Regions from separate parts of the Zea mays genome. Here region 2 is linked to region 1. The links are chromatin contacts, called in public Hi-C maps. All regions are on one chromosome and are shown on one strand. The core of a region is the stretch at or near the end of the contact, and the rest is flanking DNA. Distances in the headings are between cores, read along the strand shown. Region 1 holds the start of LOC103630229 (peroxisomal fatty acid beta-oxidation multifunctional protein MFP2). Region 2 overlaps LOC103630236 (phospholipase D zeta 1).

Evidence for each region. Hi-C and Micro-C count contacts between places; a contact is called where the count stands out from the background.
Region 2: a contact with region 1 is called in a Hi-C map of an unstated tissue, with 3 times the contacts expected there. The contact joins the enhancer-like site here to the promoter of LOC103630229 in region 1. A contact is called at or near these places in 7 of 25 Hi-C or Micro-C datasets (bundle sheath, ear, endosperm and 3 more).

What each region holds. Positions count from the first base shown.
Region 1 is chr6:149,555,280-149,559,603 of Zm-B73-REFERENCE-NAM-5.0, reverse strand. It overlaps LOC103630229 (peroxisomal fatty acid beta-oxidation multifunctional protein MFP2), which reads left to right and starts at 2,552. Exons shown (of 17, transcript XM_008651302.4): 1 at 2,552-3,088; 2 at 3,773-3,844; 3 at 3,921-3,977; 4 at 4,055-4,108; 5 at 4,195-4,262. The coding sequence starts at 2,995. LOC103630230 (a long non-coding RNA gene) reads left to right here. Exons shown (of 3, transcript XR_002262877.1): 3 at 4-51.
Region 2 is chr6:149,785,974-149,790,297 of Zm-B73-REFERENCE-NAM-5.0, reverse strand. LOC103630236 (phospholipase D zeta 1) reads right to left here. Exons shown (of 20, transcript XM_008651305.4): 8 at 4,189-4,305; 9 at 536-675; 10 at 283-432; 11 at 50-206. Among protein-coding and RNA genes, the nearest start is that of LOC103630236, 19 kb to the right of the region's middle. Within about 2 kb of position 2,332, at least 3 of the 20 cell types and tissues checked have an H3K27ac peak or open chromatin away from gene starts, as enhancers often do.

The sequences.
Region 1 (4,324 bases), core at 1,303-3,802:
CAGGGAATATTTTAAACTCTGTTGACATTCTCTTGTGTAACACTAACAATGAGAAATTTGGAATTTTGCCATTATGAGAACTGGACTTCGCTGGATTGCCATTAAATTTGTGGGTTTCGTTCGAGTGCCATTATCAACCAAGACACATACGCTGAAATGCCTTTTGGCTATTTAACAAAAAGAAAAACTAATTTATTTGGGTTAGAGATGGCGCACGGACTCATTTACCCTTCTCTTCTCCGTTTCGCCGCTCCGCTAAGTGAATGACCACTTCGTGTGGTTGCACTCCAGCGCGATGGGCACCAGAGCTGAGGCCATCTCCCATACCAGCATCATCGTAGTGGATGTTTGTTCCTCCTGCTCTCGAGATCAGGCTCGCCGGCGCCGAGCACCTCGGTCTGTGCTTCCGCGCCACCGGCTTGCGCGTCAGCCTCCGCCCACGGAGAAGCCGGAGCCGCCTCCTCGCCGTCCTCTGACGCCCGACGCAGTTGCTACAGCCCACGGCGGCAGCGTAGAGGCGCTCGACGATGCTATCGCGGCGCGCGCGAAGCTCGTCGGGGCGGCCGCGTCCAGCGCTGCGTCAACCAGCGCCCACAGGTTGCCCCCGAAGGCGTCCAGCGCGCGGCCCCGGCGAAATGGAGAAGAGAAGGGCAAATGAGTCCGTGTGCCCTCTCTAACCCAATTAAATTGGTTTTTCTATTTATTAAATAGCCAACAGGCATTTCAGCGTATGTGTCTTGGTTGATAATGGCACTTGAACGAAACCCACAAATTTGATGGCAATCCAGCGAAGTCCAGTTCTCATAATGGCAAGATTCCAAATTTCTCCACTAACAATGTGTGGCGCACTCTGGTTGCTGCAAGTTGCTGACATACTACGGGCTCTAGCCCGTCAACACCATGTTCTAGGCATCCCCGGCGTCTGGCGCGACCACGACGGCGAATGGCATCGACTGTCATGTGTGGAGCAACAACTGACGGGTGTTGTGTTTCCAGTGCGACGCGTGCAAGGACCGATGGTTTAGTTCATAGATGTTTGGGGTTTGGTGACTATTTAGTTTAATATGTCTGTAGTGTTTTGATGTTTATACCTACCAAATGTTGACACAATTATATTACAAATAGCACCTATTAGGGCTTTATGAAGATTATATTCCAAAATAATGCCACAAATGTTCAGAGCTAACACTTGGATGGCTATGCATTCTTTGTTGTTGGGTAGTATGCAGCAGGCGGGCTGGCAGTGCCTCAGGAAGTGTGGCTTCGGCGGGAGTGGCTCTGGAAGTAGCGCGCGGCCAAGCCCGCGGCCTTGTAGAGCGCACGATCCGTGTCGGCCATGACGCGCGCGGCGGGGCGCTCGTACAGCTCGACCCATGCCGCCTGCCACAGGAGCTCGGCGAGCTTCATGGTGCGGGATTGTAGCTCCGTGCAGTCCGCCCTGAGGCACTGCCAGCCCGCCTGCTGCGCCACCCGGTCCGCGAGCTAGATGGGCTTGGCCAGCATCGCCTTCGACCCCTCCCCCATCGTCGTCGCTCGGGGTTGTAGGTGAATTTTGGGCGGATAGCGTGGTGCGTCTGGGCAATCGGCAGGATAGATCACCCCCACGAACTGAACTTTAAATCGGGGGCTAACGCCGAGGGGCAGAGGGACCAAGACGGCGGCAGGGAAATGCAAGGAAAAATCCCGCCACTAACAAACCGCCGCACGCCCAGCAAGTCCAAGGCGTCGGGCGCGTGGGTTTCTAAGCTGCTTGCTTGGCTTTGGTGTGGCCGCCGGTGTGCTGTGGGCTGTGGCGTTGCCGTCTTGGGTTTCGTCGCTTGGCGAGCACAGATGAGGATCGAGGAGCGCTCGGGGCAGGTGGGTCAGTCAGTCGTGCGACCAGATACATAAATTACCATGATATTATATTTTCTCGTTGCAACGCACGAGCACTCATCTAGTTAGACATAAATCAACAATCTAAAGCCTGACTCGTGAATCTGACCCACACTACACAAGAGATATTGGAACCATGGGGTTGTGAATCGCACTATAAAAAATGTCTGGATATATTTTTTTGTTCTCAATCATTATTATTTTACAATGAGTAAAATCCTAATTTATAATTTGTTTGACCTTTTTACACTCAATTTAACTAGCTCATCTTATTAAAAAAATATTATTTTTATCTTATATCGTTTAACATATAATATAATATAAGTAGGACTTTATTTTTATAAAAAAATTGAATAAACTGTCAAACTTAATAAAAAATTAAATGAATTATAAATTGAGACAGAAAAAAACCGGCCACCACTCTCTGGGTCTCTCCCACACGATATAATTAGATATGCTCCCCGTGAAACACGGTGTGACCCTGATGGCCTGATCAAACGCCAACTCATGGTTACACTGTCACACTCACATTGGGTCACTGGGCACACGGCAATAGACTTGGTACTCCATTAATAGTTTAGCTGTAAAGAGTGACACTCCATAAATCAGTTGGCAAAACTACTAGTAGTATTTTTTTTTGAATATACTCCGCTGTGCTGTTCTCAAATCCTGGGCTCTTGGCTGTCACATCTCACAAGCATACAAAACCCCTGAGGTCCCATTCCCATCGGCCATAAAACCCAGGCCAACACGGCGCCCCGGAATCCCTCCACTCCTCCCGCCGCACTACCGTTGCCGTTGCGATTCGCGAGTCCTCCCTAGCCGCCGGGCGCCGCGCCCCGCCGGCCCTTCCTCCCGCTGCATACTACATTAGCCAGGGGCTCGGCGACCCGGTGCGGCGGTGCCAGCAGCCGCAGCCGGCAGGCAGCATCAGGCCAGCATCTCGGCCTCGGCGTGACCCGGTGGCCGCGTGGGCAGGCAGCAGACTGAGCCCTGCAAACCGCATGCACGCACGCCGCAGGCAGGCTAGCAAGCAGTCAGCTCTGTATTGATTGTGCTTTTGGAGTGGCACTAAACGTGGAAATTGACGGGCTCCGCTACTGGTAGCCGTTGCCGTAGATGGCGAGGGGCATCACCACCATGGAGGTGCGCGCCGACGGCGTGGCCGTCATCACCATCATCAACCCGCCCGTCAACGCCCTCTCGCTCGACGGTATTACTCGTCTATTCTCCCCAAATCTGTTCCCATTCACCGCGGACGCTGCGTGTTTTTTTTCCCTCGTATAGGTTCCTTCGTTTGGACACTCGGTGATTTCCCCCTCGTATAGGTTCCTTATTAGTTGAAGGATTATTGTTGGGGAATGCTCTTGGATCAATCGATCTTCGCTTGGCGTGGTAACTGTTGCCGTGGGGGAATGAACTGTTCTGTCTGCTAGTGGATGAACAGTAGTACCGCCTCGCCCATGCATAACCAGCACTTTGTTCTTTGTTCCCGTCGTTATAGCTGTATTTTGGAGTACATTTTATTTGTTTTACGCAACAAGACAACTTATGTCGGCTCTGGCGGACTGACTCTTTCCTCATCCTTTGATTGTCAATCCTACATGCTTTGTATTCTACGACTGCTGTTTGTCTGACCTGATCCGGTGCAGTGGTGAGAACCGTATGTCCGTATCACCGAGTTACAGATCATGGGTTCGAAGCAGTCTCTCCACGTTTAAGGAAAAAAGCTTGTCTTGGTTTATCTCTTACTCCGTCCCACTCATGTGAAGCCTCATACTGTCATACACTTGTGAAGCTGATAATAATTGTTCATATTCATACAACTTTGTATGATGTTTACTCTAAATCAACACCACAGACCAGACCATTAAGCCCTCTCGTTTCTGTTTTGCAGTCATAGCTAGTTTGCAGAGGAACTATGCAGAGGCTCTAAGCAGGAACGATATCAAGGCAATCGTCCTCACTGGTATATCACCCAAATAAGTTTCTTGTCAAGTGTCCTACGCTAGTGCCATGTTTCTAGTGCTTTTCTTGTTGCACAGGTTCCAAAGGAAGGTTTTGTGGTGGATTCGATATAGCCGCGTTTGAAAATAAGCCAAGTAAGAATGACAGTTCTGTCCAAGTATTTTCTGGCCCTTTTTACTCCTGGATAACTAAATAATTTACATGTCATTAGAAAATGAGAAGCCTGGATCCATGTCTATTGATTTTTTGACTGACATAGTGGAAGGTAATTTATCATGTTCTTGCATTAAGCACGCATGTTCGTAAGCAAGTATAGTCCATTGTTGAGACATCGAGTGTTTGTGCTGCCAGATGCTCACAAACCGTCAGTGGCTGCTATAGATGGCATTGCTCTAGGTGGTGGATTGGAGGTTGCGATGGTATATGTCTAAGTTGTTTTTCGTCATATCATGCTTTAGATTGCTGTATTTTTTGCTCAAAC
Region 2 (4,324 bases), core at 1,083-3,582, 230 kb before region 1:
ATTAGTTTACCGCTTTCTATGATAAGCAGACCACAAGGATATAAGCAACCTTTGCATAATTCCAGCGCTGAACAAAATGCCTCGCTACATCACGGCAAGGTGGGCCATAGAGAGCACACTGAACATCATGCCAAGGCATGCGGGGATATTTATCACGGTCCAGCTCATCTTTCATGGTGTCCTCCCAGGAATTGGGTTCAGATTCCCTATTTACAGAGATGAAGTGACATTTAGGGACTTTGCCCCATACATCTGAATGGGTAGAAGATAACAACAAAATACCTGGGATTGTAGTAGTCCTTTCCTGGCCACATCTCTGGAGGAGAATCAGCGACTTTGTGCTCAGGACTATCGTAGCGACCAAAGCACAGATCAAGACCTCCAATATAACATACTTGATTATCAACAATCACAATCTTCTCATGGTGTGACCTTAAAGGCAAAACAATAAAAGTAAAAAAAATTCAGATCAAATAAAATAAAAAAAACTTTTTATTTAACAAAAAGGAAACAGGGAACAAAAAATCAATCATACCACAAGTATACACCACTTGAGAAGTGATCAGGGTAACGCAGAACTTTAACATTTTCATGAATGTTAAGTAGCCTCTGTTTACTGTATAAGCTGTTAATTTTCAAAGCAAGAGCAACTTCCTTGTACAAGAGAATGTAAATCTGCAAAAATGAATTCAAAATTTCAAAGTCATCCAAGATAATAAGTAATTATAAAGAAAGTCTGAATCCATTTGATGCTATTTTCTGTGTTCTTTTTTTCTCGAACCACACAGGAGAGCTGCGCGTCATTTAATTAAGAAGAAAAAGACCCCCCCCTCCCCCCACCCGCAAAAAAAAGATTATACACCCAGGGGGGTATTACAACTCACACTTACACAGTACCAGGCCCATTCACGACCAAAACCTGAAGGGCAGCAGCCCCAGCTAAACATCAAAGACGACCTTCAGCCATAACAGCTAGCACAACACTTTGGACAGTAGGCCTAGTACCCTTAAAAACGAAGGCATTCCTATGTTTCCAGAGCTCCCAGGCAATAAGAATCACTAAGGAATTAAACCCCTTCCTCTCTTCCTTGGGCAAAGCAGCAGAGGCCTGGCACCACCAGGAGTTAAAACGATTATCAATCCTGGGAGGCCTAACTACCGGGATGATCCTGTTAAGCACTAAGCTCGATACTTCCCTACCCAGCAATTGCAGGCCTATTGGTCTGGGAGGGCTTGGAATTCATAATCTGGAGACGCTTGGCTGGGCATTACACATGCGCTGGCTATGGCTTAAGAAGACTCAAGGTGACTGTCCATTGGCTAAGCTGGAATTGCAGGTACATCCGAATGTTACTGCCATGTTTATGGCTTCTGTTGCGTCGTTGGTCGGAGATGGAAAGAACATCTTATTCTGGACCGACCGGTGGCTCCATGGTCAGTCCATCCATCAACTTGTGCCTGCTCTGATCTCCCATGTGCCTAGAAAATATATGAACAAACGCAGAGTGAAGGATGCCTTGGCAAACAGACAATGAATGAGGGATATTACGGGAGGGTTATCGGTGCAGGCCATCATGGATTTTCTTTGGCTATGGAGCCTGCTAGAGGATTGGCAGCTGGAACCGGATGTTCCTGGTCGCCATGTATGGACACCCGCGGCCTCCGGTACCTACTCCTCTAAGTCAGCTTATATCCGGTTCTTTCATGGCTCTATTGAGTTTGAACCTGCTTCTCGCATCTGGAGGACTTGGGCACCACCTAGTCCAACATCGGTTCCTAGCTGCTAGCCACAAAAAGATTTTGCATTTTGGCAGCGCCCAAGATTTCCAAATGCGTCTCCAAGGTTCAAAAACAATAGATCCATTGTAGAAAGCCAAGTAAGCTGATTTTGCTATGTATTGCTGAGTTCCAAGCATATAGAACAACATAATTACCTTGGGAGACCTGTTTGCATCAGCTTCTGCATACACTTCAATTGGAAGCTAGCTTTTATGGTAGATTTTCCAAGAGGCAAAGCAGATAAAAGCGTATCGGAGTTGGTGGAGCCAAAAGGGATTAAGGGAAGCAAAGGCACAACTACCGGCATACCCTCACCTTCAGCCACCTTCACTAGTGAATATTGCAGCAATGGGTGACTGGAAAGCATGGCAGCAGAAGAAATCTCTCTCCCTGCTATCTGACAGGTAGGCAACAGAGAAGAGCGTGAAAAGGGAGGAAGAGCCAGGAAGAGGCAAAGATATGCAACAGCAAGCCATGAGCAGGGTGAGCATGACATGGGAACAGCTGGCCATGTGTGGGGACGAGGACAGAGTGGTGTCTTGCATGCGGCCGAGGAATATTACAGATGGTGGGTGGCATGCGCCAGGGAAGTGAATGGGAGCTCAACTGGAGGACAAGACTGCAGTTGGGGAAAGCTGGAGGTTGGCCATGTTTAGGGGAAAGAGCCTTTCACGTTGTATCTGAGAATCGACAAAGAAGCATGCTGTTTCGAAGCGTCAATCATTTTTTCCTTTCGCAAGAAGCAGCCACAAAAGCTGCCTCAAACAGAGATTTGTTTTGGCATGCTTGGTTTTATATTTACTCATTTTACTTCTAATAATAAAGGCATTTGGAAAAAAAATTGTTGCCTCAAGAAACCAAAGTGACAGAACCAATTCACATGTATAGTTTATGAAGAAATTAATTTATTTCTTGCAAAAAATAACTTACGATACATGCATATGTTAGTATGTTAGCAACGGTCTCCATACTACCATTCAATTCCAATTAGAATGGTAGGTACACAGCATTTTCACATGAATAAAACAGTTACTGGTATATTGCATATGTTATCAGTTAAAATACCTGTTCCAGCCATTCTAAATGTTTGATTAAAATAAACGATCTGGCGTCCTCAGTTCCAGCTTACATGGAATGGGAGGTAAATGAAACTGTTTTATTTATTCTTACAGGTTCAGTTACCTACTCTCTGTGAGTAGCCCATGGCTAAATAACATTTTCTGGTGCTCCTTCCAGCATGCCTTCACGGGTAACGGCCTCACCCTCTCTATTACTGTTTTATGTCCCCTAGGCATTAAACTATGGCCTAGGCTAGCTTACTATGAAAAAAAAAATCCTTGGGAATAACATGATCCATATAATGCAGCTTCTAGGATATTAGGTGTTATAACTTTAAACACAAAACTAGAAGAGTATCTTCAATAAGAGTTTGTACATATCACTTTAAATATTTATGAACATGTTACTTGTGCATTTATCCCAGATTTAATCTCATTAATTACCCAACAGTTCCTGACACAAAAAGTTTGACTGAGAAACATAAACAAGTTTTTTCCATCACTACTCGGACAATAAAAAGCATAGTATGTTTTTTAAATAATTTCTTAGTAAATATGAACATTAAAAATATATTGCCACTAATAAGGCCTCTTTGGAAATACTATTGTTTCTTCAAATAATTTCATATTAGATCTAATAAGCGCATGATACAACAAAACCAATGTTATTAAAACGACGTTTAAACGTCAAAACGGTAATTAGAGGTTGAAACCACGTTTTGGCGTTCTAAACTGTAAAACAGCGTTGCATGTGTTTTAGACCATTAGCTACTTTTGGGTCCGGTCTGTTAGTTACTCTTGGGTTCAATCCGGCTCATGGGTGAAGTTTTTGGTAAGGCACTAACCTCTCTATTTTGGTATTTAACTTTATGTTATTGTCTGAAATAATGATATATTGGTATTTTTCCTATGTTGTTTAAAACTACGTTTAAACTTTTAAAAGTCAAAACTTCACTCATAAGTGTTTCAACGTTTTATCGTTTTAATAACCTTGAACAAAACTAAAGCATCCACTGTTAAGAAATGGCCCAATACTTTTCCTTTTTTGCCACAAATATTAAAACTTTGCGAAATTCAGTTGTCCTGTGCGTCATAACAGATTGACAACTATTCTATCGTTTCAAACCTCAGATGTATCATCATCCGTGGCAGATAAAAAGCAAGGAAGGATAGGGACATGCAGGTGGTGAAATCCTAGAATGCAGAGGTATTTCTCAAATGTTCATTTAGCATCTGTTCTACTATTTTCTTGTTCTCTTTCTTGTATGGCCTTGTTAGCCATTAGCATGCATAAACCAATTTTTTGTCAATTTCTGATGAAACTCGTAAAAATAAGGAGCAACGATGGTACCTGTACACCCTGCTTAGCTCTTGCTTCCAGTAGAGCATCAAGTCTAGATGATCCATGATGTTGGAATGGGCGTCGAAGATACAACTCTGGGCAGAGCCACCAGCCAGTAATAAATATCTGCATCGAACTTTAATCA